2 separate regions of the Mus musculus genome follow, and region 2 is linked to region 1. A link is a contact called in public promoter capture Hi-C data. All regions are on one chromosome and are shown on one strand. The core of a region is the stretch at or near the end of the contact, and the rest is flanking DNA. Distances in the headings are between cores, read along the strand shown. Region 1 holds the start of Olfr544 (olfactory receptor 544). Region 2 holds the start of Cnga4 (cyclic nucleotide gated channel alpha 4).

Evidence for each region. Promoter capture Hi-C pulls out the DNA fragments that hold promoters and counts their contacts.
Region 2: a promoter capture Hi-C map of stem cell-derived epiblast-like cells shows a contact between it and region 1, with 3 times the contacts expected there. The contact joins the promoter of Cnga4 here to the promoter of Olfr544 in region 1. A contact is called at or near these places in 9 of 39 promoter capture datasets (the 3T3-L1 cell line, cranial neural crest, embryonic stem cells and 5 more) and 1 of 115 datasets of contacts at active chromatin or transcription factors (embryonic stem cells).

Annotation. Positions count from the first base shown.
Region 1 is chr7:102,486,305-102,491,248 of GRCm38.p6, reverse strand. Olfr544 (olfactory receptor 544) reads left to right here and starts at 2,942. Exons shown (of 2, transcript NM_020289.2): 1 at 2,942-2,982.
Region 2 is chr7:105,402,606-105,407,549 of GRCm38.p6, reverse strand. It overlaps Cnga4 (cyclic nucleotide gated channel alpha 4), which reads right to left and starts at 2,982. Exons shown (of 6, transcript NM_001033317.3): 1 at 2,797-2,982; 2 at 2,560-2,661; 3 at 2,274-2,380; 4 at 1,423-2,068; 5 at 400-749. The coding sequence starts at 2,858.

The DNA.
Region 1 (4,944 bases), core at 1,693-4,192:
AGGAGGAGGAGGAGGAGGAGGAGGAGGAGGAGGAGAAGAAGAAGAAGAAGAAGAAGAAGAAGAAGAAGAAGAAGAAGAAGAAGAAGAAGAAGAAGAAGAAGAAGAAGAAGAAGAAGAAGAAGAAGAAGAAGAAGTATTATAGATGACATTTTAGATAGGCAGTGATGACCTTTGCCCTTCCTGGTGGAAGGTTTTGTGGATTGGTTGCTGTCCCTTTCCCTCCACTGGGAGTCCTTCATGTCTACAAGAGGCAGCCATTTTAGGCTTCATATCCCCCACTGCTAGGAGTCTCAGCTAGAGTGACCTCCACAGACTCCCTGGAGCCTCCCCTGCCCCCTGTCCTAGGTCTCTAGCACATCCTAGAGGTACCCCACTGCCCAATGCTGATTCTCATTCTCTCTCCCCTGCTCTCCTTACCCCTGCTCGGTTCTCCTCCCACCTCCTCTTCCACCCAGTTTCCTCCCTCCCTCCACCTCCAAAGTCTATTTCATTTCCCCTTCTGAGTGAGACTCAAGCCCTACAAATAGTCCAGGATGGGGAACAATGGAGCTCAAACAGGAATTTCCAGATTCTTCTATATGGATTTGACTCCGTTTCCTCAGATGCCACAAACAAAGAAACAAGCAAACAAATGAAAGATCCAGAGCCTCTTCTCTTAGGTTATGAGAACTAAATAAGAGTTTACAGGCCAGACATGGTGGTGTACTCCCTCAATCCCAGGAGGCAGAAGCAGGCAGATCTCTGTGAGTTTTTTGAGGCCAGCCTGGTCTACACAGGGAGTTCCTGGCCAGTCAGGCTACATATTTATATCTAGAGAGAGAACATTATTAGATCATTGTATCTGGCCACAGCTTGATGCAGTTTGTGTTCTCAGGAGATGACACACAGTAGGTCTTAGTACTAAGGCAGGAACAGTGGGAAGCAAGCTGGAAATCCAGCATCAAGCAATCAGATGTTTGTTTGTTTGTTTCAAGACAGGGTTTCTCTGTTTAGCCCTGGCTGTCCTGGAACTCACTCTGTAGACCAGATGATCAGATTTATATCATGGAAGACTTTCACAAAGACAGAGTTAAAATTGTGGTTGGGATGTGGTGTATGAGAAAAGAATATATTTCCAATTTAGAAAAAAAAAAAAAAAAACAGAAGTTAAGCTAGCAAAACATTGAGACTCTTTTACTAAATTGCAATGAATATTCTGTTCATGCATACATGCTATTCTCTCTCTCTTTCTCTCTCTCTCTCTCTCTCTCTCTCTCTCTCTCTCTCTCTGTCATGCACACACACACACACACACACACACACACACACACAGCCAATGTACAAACATCAGAAAATTATAAGTGGTGTGCCTGTAATTCTAGCACTTGGGAGGCTGAGGCAGGAAGACAGTGAGTTCTAGGCCAGGCTGAGCTACACTGTGAGACCCAGTCTCAAAGATCAGGGTGAGGAGGAAGAGAGAAAGAGAAGGGATATGTAACAAGCCAAGAGCATTTCATTTTTATCAAGTGAGAACAGACTAAGACAAAGTAAGCTAACGCACTCTCACCTACTGAGTGTCAGACAGAATAGTCACAAGCCACAAGCTACTGTCACAATAATCACACTGGAAATAGTATTAACAAGAACACAGTGGTCAGTGGTAGAAGGAGTCAAGGGTGCAGGTATGAAATAGGCGTACCCATTGATGGCTTTCCTGGCTCTGACTGCTAGCTCTGCCCTATCCTGGAAAACATGGGTGGTAGGAGTATTTCTTCTTCTTTTTTAAATTGGATATTTTGTTTGCATTTAAATGTTATCCCCTCTCCCACCTACCCCCAAAACCCTCTATCCTATCCCCCTCCTCCTGCTTCTATAAGGGTGTGCCCCCAACCACCCACCCACACCCACCCTCGCATTCCCCTACACTGGGGCATGGAGCCTTCACAGGACCAAGGGCCTTTCCTCCCACTGATTCCATCCTCTGCTGTATATGAGGCTGGAGCCATGGGTCGCTCCATGTGTACTCCTTGGTTGGTGTTTTAAACCCTGGGAGCTCTGGGGGTCTGGTTGGTTGATACTGTTGTTCTTCCTATGGGGTTGCACACCCCTTCAGCTCCTCAGTCCTTTCTCTAATGGTAGGATCATTTCTTTTTTTTTAATTAGATATTTTCTTCATTTACATTTCAAATGCTATCCCTAAAGCCCCCTATACCCTCCCCCCTCACGTTGCTCCCCAACCCACTCACTCCTGCTTCCTGGCCCTGGCATTCCCCTGTACTGGGGCATATGATCTTCGCAAGACCAAGGGCCTCCGTAGGAGCATTTCTAACAGAGGAAACACCAAAGGATGTCAGGGTTTGGAAATGAGAGCATGACTCCAGTGCACAGTGTGATCTACGGAAACTTCCAACAAGCAGTTAAACAGGGCCGGGCACAAGGCGTCAACCTGGCTGTGGGGAGTCAGTGGGGTTGATGGGCTGCTGACCCATCATAGTGACAAAAAGGTGGAGAAAGAGTGGGTGAGGGGCTGGTGAGATGGCTCAGTGGGTAAGAGCACCCGACTGCTCTTCCGAAGGTCAGGAGTTCAAATCCCAGCAACCACATGGTGGCTCACAACCATCCGTAATGAGATCTGACTCCCTCTTCTGGAGTGTCTGAAGACAGCTACAGTGTACTTACATATAATAAATAATAAATAAATCTTTAAAAAAAAAAAAAGAGTGGGTGAGAGAGTCAGAGTTGAGTCTTGGCAAACTACTCCCTGCATACAAGTACCTCCCTGTTGCCTAACTAGTCTCTGTCAGGAGATGTTCTCACTCACACTAATCCCCACCTACAGGATCCTGGTGACCACTGGGGCCCTGGTAATTGGCTAAGTCAGACCTGAGAGGGAGCCTCAGAAGCCCTTGTTCCCCTCAGGGAGGCATAGAAAGACTTTAACTCACCCTGGCAACTGGGGACTGACTTGACCAGTCTTTACTTCCCCTGCCTGTGTGAGTCCTGGTAAGTAGGAGCCTATGTGCTTAGCCAAGCAGGGGTGTGGGGGAGGCTGTCAGAGAGGAGAGGAACGAGGGCAGCAGCCAACTCCTTCTGGCCCAGTTCATCTGGCCCAGTGCTTCACCACTTCCAACCCAGGGGGATTCACTGCATTCACATTCGCAGTCTCTAACACTGGTTTTCAGAGCCTTTGAGGTTGGCTACGTCTTCTAAGTCATCTTCTGAGAGGAACCCAAAGCCATATTGTAGCAGGCTGAATCTGACTTATTCCTCTCTTCTTGCACAGAGGTAGACAAATTCTAGGCCTTTCTAGCAGGTGTGCCTCTCAGATGTCTCACTCATCAAACCCCCTCTCTATCACAACCACCCTCCCTTCCACATGTAGACACAACTACATTCACCCTGCAGTTCAGTCAGTGTGCCTGAAGACAGCAGGGCAGGGTTTCTGTCCTCACAGACAACATAGCCAGTGCCAGGAAGAACCCCATTTTGTATAAGAAAGGGATCTAAGACTGGACATCCCTTTTCTTGACATATGGGGACTGAGACTGCATGATCGGTCTACAACTCTGGAGTAGAGTATGTGTCTATGCACACCAACCAAGGCAGTGGCCCTTCCTCTGTCCCCAAACTCTCTCTTCGTGTCCAGGACTTGCGGGTAGGCTTTGAGCTCACTTCTTTCACTTACTAGAAGGGAGCACGGAGAAAGAAGCACCAAGCCTGGTGTGGCGGTTCATGCCTGTGTTATCACAGCACTTGGAAGGTAGAAGAGGGAGGACGGGTTCAAGGTCATCCTCCGCTACACTGTGAGTTTCAGGCCAGCCTGGAAGACATGAGATCCTGTCTTTAAAAGAGAGAGAGAAACAGGGAGAGAGAGGAGGAGGAGGAGGAAAAGAAGGGAGAAGAGGAGGAGGGAGAAGAGAAAGAGGAAAAAAGTTGCTCACATCAGCCTCATATATTTCACCATCCTAAAAAGCCAACATTGTAACTCCCCCCTCACAGCTAGGATTGCTGAAATCCCTTGACCACCAGAGTCACACAAGTGGGTGACAGGACCAAGGTTCCCCATGACATATCCCCACCGTGCTGTCCCCATAAGCTCAGCACACTCCAGCTTTGGGTCATCCTCTTCCCAGCCTGGCCTTCCTCCAGTCTGATGCTCTTTCTTCTTTGCAGTGTCAGCTATGCTTTTTGCTGCCTCCTGCGAGGTGAGGGAACCCACACCCAGTACCCTGTCCTGTCAGGACCACATTTAGACCAACACAAACTCCTATCCCTAAAGCCTCCTCTAAAAGGTTGTGCCTGGTGTGGTGGCATACACCTTTAATCACTTAGGAGGCAGAGGCAGATGTATCTCTGAGTTTGAGGCCAGCATGGTCTACAGAGCAAGTTCCACGACAGCCCGGGCTACATGGAGACACCCTGCCTCAAAACAAACAAACAAACAAACAAACAAACAAACAAAAACACTAGGTTTTATAGATTAAATGGGCTCTGTGTGGTTCCTGGGAGCACACCCAGGAACAAGGGAGGAATATTCAGAGAGATGATGGTAGCTCCATAGAAAGTCCTTCCTAAGGATGGGCTCTGCCCCAAACTTGGACAGACTTGTGGTAAGACGGGTTGTTTTACAAGCAGATAGACACCCCAAAATAAAATGGGCTTCAAAACAAAATAAAGCCTTACCTACATAAGCCATTGTTCTTTCCAACATCAGTGAGCTGTGCTCTGACCAAGGCACCCGGCAGAGAATCACATCCCTGCTGGAGGGCCTGACTCTTCCTCCTAAGTGTCTGCCCTCTGCTGCTGCCCACAGATCCCTGAGCTCCACAGGTCTCTGATACCAAAAGGTCCTGTGATTCCAGGGGAGCCCAGAGAAAAACAAGAATGACTGCACAGCCCCCACCCCTGTCCCTTTCTCACTACCACTAAATGACTTGAAATATGAAGTGTCCTGATAAGCTGTCC
Region 2 (4,944 bases), core at 1,733-4,232, 2.9 Mb before region 1:
CACATTGGTGCTTCTGAGCCAAGCCACTTTTCCTGACTTGTTTTTTTCATCTAGTAAAGTGCTAGTGACCAAGCTCTGTGCTTATCAGCAACCTTCCTTGATAGATGACCAATGGGTAGTTATATAACAACATGGCTGGTACAGTAATGTTTAGCTGGTCTGCTGGCACTTCCAGCACATGGGGAACATGAAAGCTCTGTTTTTTTAAGGATCCTTCCCACCCACTGACCTTAGCTCAACTGCTTCTTCCCAGGCAACAGATAACCCACATCTTGCTTCTCTCCTGAGCCCTGTAGCAACTCAGACAAGGGCCAGATCTCCTAAATCTACATGCCCCAAAGTACCATCCTGTCCCGGGGTTCTGCCACCCTGTCCCTACCAGTTTCCTTGGAGACTCACCTTTGATGTTGATGATGCTAATCTCCCCAAAGTAGAGCCCTGCACCAAGCACAGCATACTGTGTGACACCGTCATCTGCCACCACAGCCAGCTGGCCCTCGCGGATGATGTACATCTCTCGGCCAATGTCCCCTTTGCGGCATACGTATTCGCCTGGTGAGTAGGTCTGGGGCTGGAGCTTTAGCACCAGCTCTTCCAGCAGGCTGGCTTCACAGTTCTGGAAGATCTGTACTCGGCTCAGGGTAGACAGGTGTACGGATACAGCGACCTCTGCCCGCAGCCGCTCAGGCAAGTGCTGCAAGATGGCTACCTCATTGGTCATCTTCTTGTTGATCTGCAGATGCTGGTACCTGAGAGAAAAGCAGAACCATTTACTCACTGGAACCCAGTGTGTCTGCCTCTGCCTACTCACCAGGACTCAGCTCAGCCAAGAGTCCAGCCACACTGGCTTCTCATAAGAGCAATGGGATCCCTTTTCTTTGTTACAGACATGATCTTTTCTACCTCATCCAAGGTGTAGAGGCCTCGACCATTTGATAGACACATTTCTTTTGCCTCCCATTAGGCTCCACCCCCAGCCTCAGTGTCTTGTACCACTTCCACATTGCATTGCTTTAGTCAGCAAGCTCCCACCCTCTTCCACAGGCATTGTGGTAGGTAGCTTCCTGACATGAAGACATTTCCTTTATTCAGAACACAGTTTGCAATCTCATGATACAATCAATCTGTTGGCCATCTCCTGCCTGGATAGTTGCCCTCTACCCACTCCTTTCAGAGCCTCCCCAATCCTCTCAGTCAGAAGCAGCTCTCATTCTCTTGTCACTCTTTTATGCACATTCCTCTCTTTGTCACTCTCTTGCTCACCCTCTTCCCCTTCCAGATTCTCTCAGTAGAAGACACCATATTCTAAGCTCAATCTAGTAGACCTATGAACGAATGCCACCCTCCGGAAGGCAGCAAGACCAGAGTTACTGCACTCAGGTCCTCAGGCATACCTCCCCCGGTCTATAGCCACCCTCTCACCAGTCAATAACGCGCCGCTCCAGCCTTCGGTTGACGTGCTGTAGCTTCATGTATTTCTTTACCAGAGCATGGTCTGGGTAGAAGGCTGCATCTGCCGTGTTCATGTTGTAAATGACAGAGCTCATGCTACCCATGATGGTGGCGAAACCCATGACGGCCAGCAGGAAGTCACCCACCATGAAGAGGTACTCTTCCTCTCGGGCTGGCAGCGGTGTGTCACCCACAGTGGTCAGGATCAGAGTGGAGAAGTAGAAGCTGTAGAGATACTGGCGCCGCAAGCGCTCAAAGCCAGGCTGCGCAGGGTCTGGGTATACCCATGCATCCCGTCCGAAGCCCAGGTACCTGGACAGGGCGAAGTATAAGCAGCTGTTCCAATGGATGACGACAAAAATGTAGATCATCAGCTTGGCTATGCGGAAGGCATTTGGGTAAGCTGTGCGGGTCTCTGTACGGTCGAAAGCCTCAAAGAGGCGAGGCACTCGGAGAAAGCGGTTTAGCCGGAGTGTAGGGATGTGGGGGCCTAGCTGCACGTAGGCTGCATCTGTGGGGACCAGGGAAGCCAGGTCCAACAGGAAGCTCCAGGTGCGTACATAGCGACTGGCGATCATGCTTTTGTCTACCACCAGGATGCCCTGTTCTAGGAATCCTAGGAGCAAAGAGGGAGATAGGCTAGGGTCAACTATGGGTAGGTCAGCTGCAGGCTGGGTATGCCAAGGTCAGACATGAAGGCAAGATGAAGGCAGGTTTTTGGGTGAGCACTCAAACACAGTGACACATGACTGTGCAGCCCTAGAGGTGGCTACTTTCTTAACACTTTCCTGGGGAGAGGTTAGTCCCGGGGAATCACTGACCTGTGTGGAAGCGTACCCCAATATCTAGTAGGTACAGCAGGTCACTCGTGTAGTCCAGCACAAACCAGGCCACCAGGTAACTGTGTTGCAAGTCAGGAAAGCAGGCCCTGCAGGGTAGGGGCAGAGGGGATTTGCTTAAAGGTACCAACTATGTGTCATTGGTTTGTCAGGACAGGTCCCTCAGTCCTCTACCCTGAGTCCTTCCAGGGAAGACACCTCTTTGTTAGGCCTCACCCTCTAGGCCTGCCCTTCTCTTAAGGACCCTCATTTAGCACCCCTGCCAAACCTGCATACAACGATGATGAGATTATACATGATTGGGAAGACCATCGTGTTCAGCCACCAGTAGTAATAATCCCCAGATGGGTCTAGGACTGGCAGCCACTTCCTGTAGGGAAAAAGAGACTCCTCTCATTTATCCACCAGGCATTCAGTGCTTGGGTTATAACCAGGACACCAAGAAGAAGGAAGCCCCAGGGAGTGAGGTGATTAGACCCCACACAGAGGACCAGACTTCTCTCACCTGGCTTTGGTTGGGGCTGGGGGCGTGGACTCTGTTGTCTTCACTTTGCTGTCCTGGCTCATGTTTCTGTAGTGTGGTCCTAGCCTGTAGGATATCCAGGACTTCGCCAATTAGAGGTGGCTTGAGAAAGTGCCTGGCTTCCTGGAAGAAGCTGCCCTGGGGCTCCAGCTGCGTCTTTCTGTCTTTGAAGCTCCTAGCAACACAACTAGAGCTAGCAGGGATGGAGTGGGTGGAGGCACTGTAGCTCCAGCACCCTGCCCTGTCTCCCAGGACCCAGGCTGGTTTACACCTGCCCAGCTAAACACCTTTAATGAGGTCCCCGGAGGTGGTGGGAGGTAGATGCTTGGGAAGGTAGCTTCAGTTTTGTTACTGTCTTCTTTCACCTTCCCCAAGCCTGCTGGAAATGTCGGTTTGAATACTGTTTCACTTTATGCAGGTTCTCTGTTGGGCCTAGTTATTTATTTGACAATTATGTGCCAAGCGGCTCCTTCATGTCAGGTGTTAAACTAGTCTCTAGGGACACTGGGGTGCCTCTCACTTAGAGGTGTTTTCCATAGCCACATCCTTATCTACATACCTATCACCCAATCTTCCGGCTATGTGCTCATTCTGTGCTACTTTTGTTCCTTTCCTATTTCTCATGCCCAGCGCCAACAGCTACTGGACATATTTTGTGGACCCTCAACCTCTTTCAAGTTTTCTTGTGAACTTTTCATAACAAAACAAACGTATTTCCTATAATCCCCCCTCCCACTTAGGCTGATGTCCCTGCTGTCATTCCTATGGAGATCAGAGTACAACTTTTGGAGTCAGTTGGTACACAAATTCCAGTGGTGAGGCTCATGCTTTTACCTGCTGAGCCATCTTGCTAACCTGTCCCCTACCCCTAATTTTAAGAACAAAAGGGGACAATCAAAGACAATGGGAGACCTGTAAACTGTTTTATACAGCTATGGGTTAGTGTCAGATTTACATTTTTGGAATTTCTTGAAAGAAATATCTATATCCCTAGGAAATGTTTCCAAAATGTTTTTGTCCATAGCTTTTGTAATGTCACCATTTCCTGGTGTTCTGTTTATTTCTTAGTCTCTTTTATAAGAGTCTTCGCACATTCCTTCTAGGTTAGTGTTTCCTAGAAATCTTAGATCTCTCTCTTTCATTTCCATCTTCCACACATGTTCTGGCTGATCTTGGTCACCCACAGAATTATTTTGCTATCTAGTAATTCTCATGAACTTCCTTGAGCTTTAGTCATCCTTAGGACTGACTAACTGCATACTAGATCCCACTTTGACACCTTAACTGTCATACTGTGTTAGCCACTGTTCTAAGGCTGTGAAGAGACTCCATCACTAGGCCAACTCTTATAAATGATTTGCCAGGTATGGTTTAATGCCTCCACTCACTTGGGAGACGGCAGAGGCAGAGGCAGAGGCAGAGGCAGAGGCAGAGGCAGAGGCAGAGGCAGAGGCAGAGGCAGAGGCAGAGGCAGAGGCAGAGGCAGAGGCAGAGGCAGAGGCAGAGGCATTTTTTCGAGTTCAAGGCCAAGCCTGGTCTACAGAGTGAATTCCCAGACAGCTAGGGCTGTTACACAGAGAAACCCTGTCTTAAAACTCCAAACCAAACCAAACCAAACCAACTAACCACCACCACCACCACCACCACCACCACCACCAAAAAAGCATTCAATTGGGGGCTTCTTTACAGTTTTAGAAGTTTGGTCCATGGTCAGGAGCATGGTGCCAGTAATGCCATAATGGCAGGTATGTTGCAGGAGTAGTTGTTGAGAGTTATATCCTTACCCATAGGCAGGGGTCGAGGGGGGAAGAGAGAGTGCAAGCCTAGGGCTTTTGAAGCCTCAAGGCCTACCCATAGTGATACAACAAGGCCACACCTTCCAATCTTTCTAATCATTTCAAAGAGTTCCACACCCTGGTGACTAAGCATTCAAATATATGAGCCTATGGGGGCCATTCTTATTCAAACCACCGCAGTCCCCTTCAACCCAGTGTATCAGCACCTTTATCTTCTCCCACCTACTCTTCTCCCCCACCCCAAACGCCCATTTCTGTCCTCTCAGCCAAACACCTGGGACCAATATTTAGTATTATGTAATTCAGATATTTTAAAAAATGACTGCAAATTTTT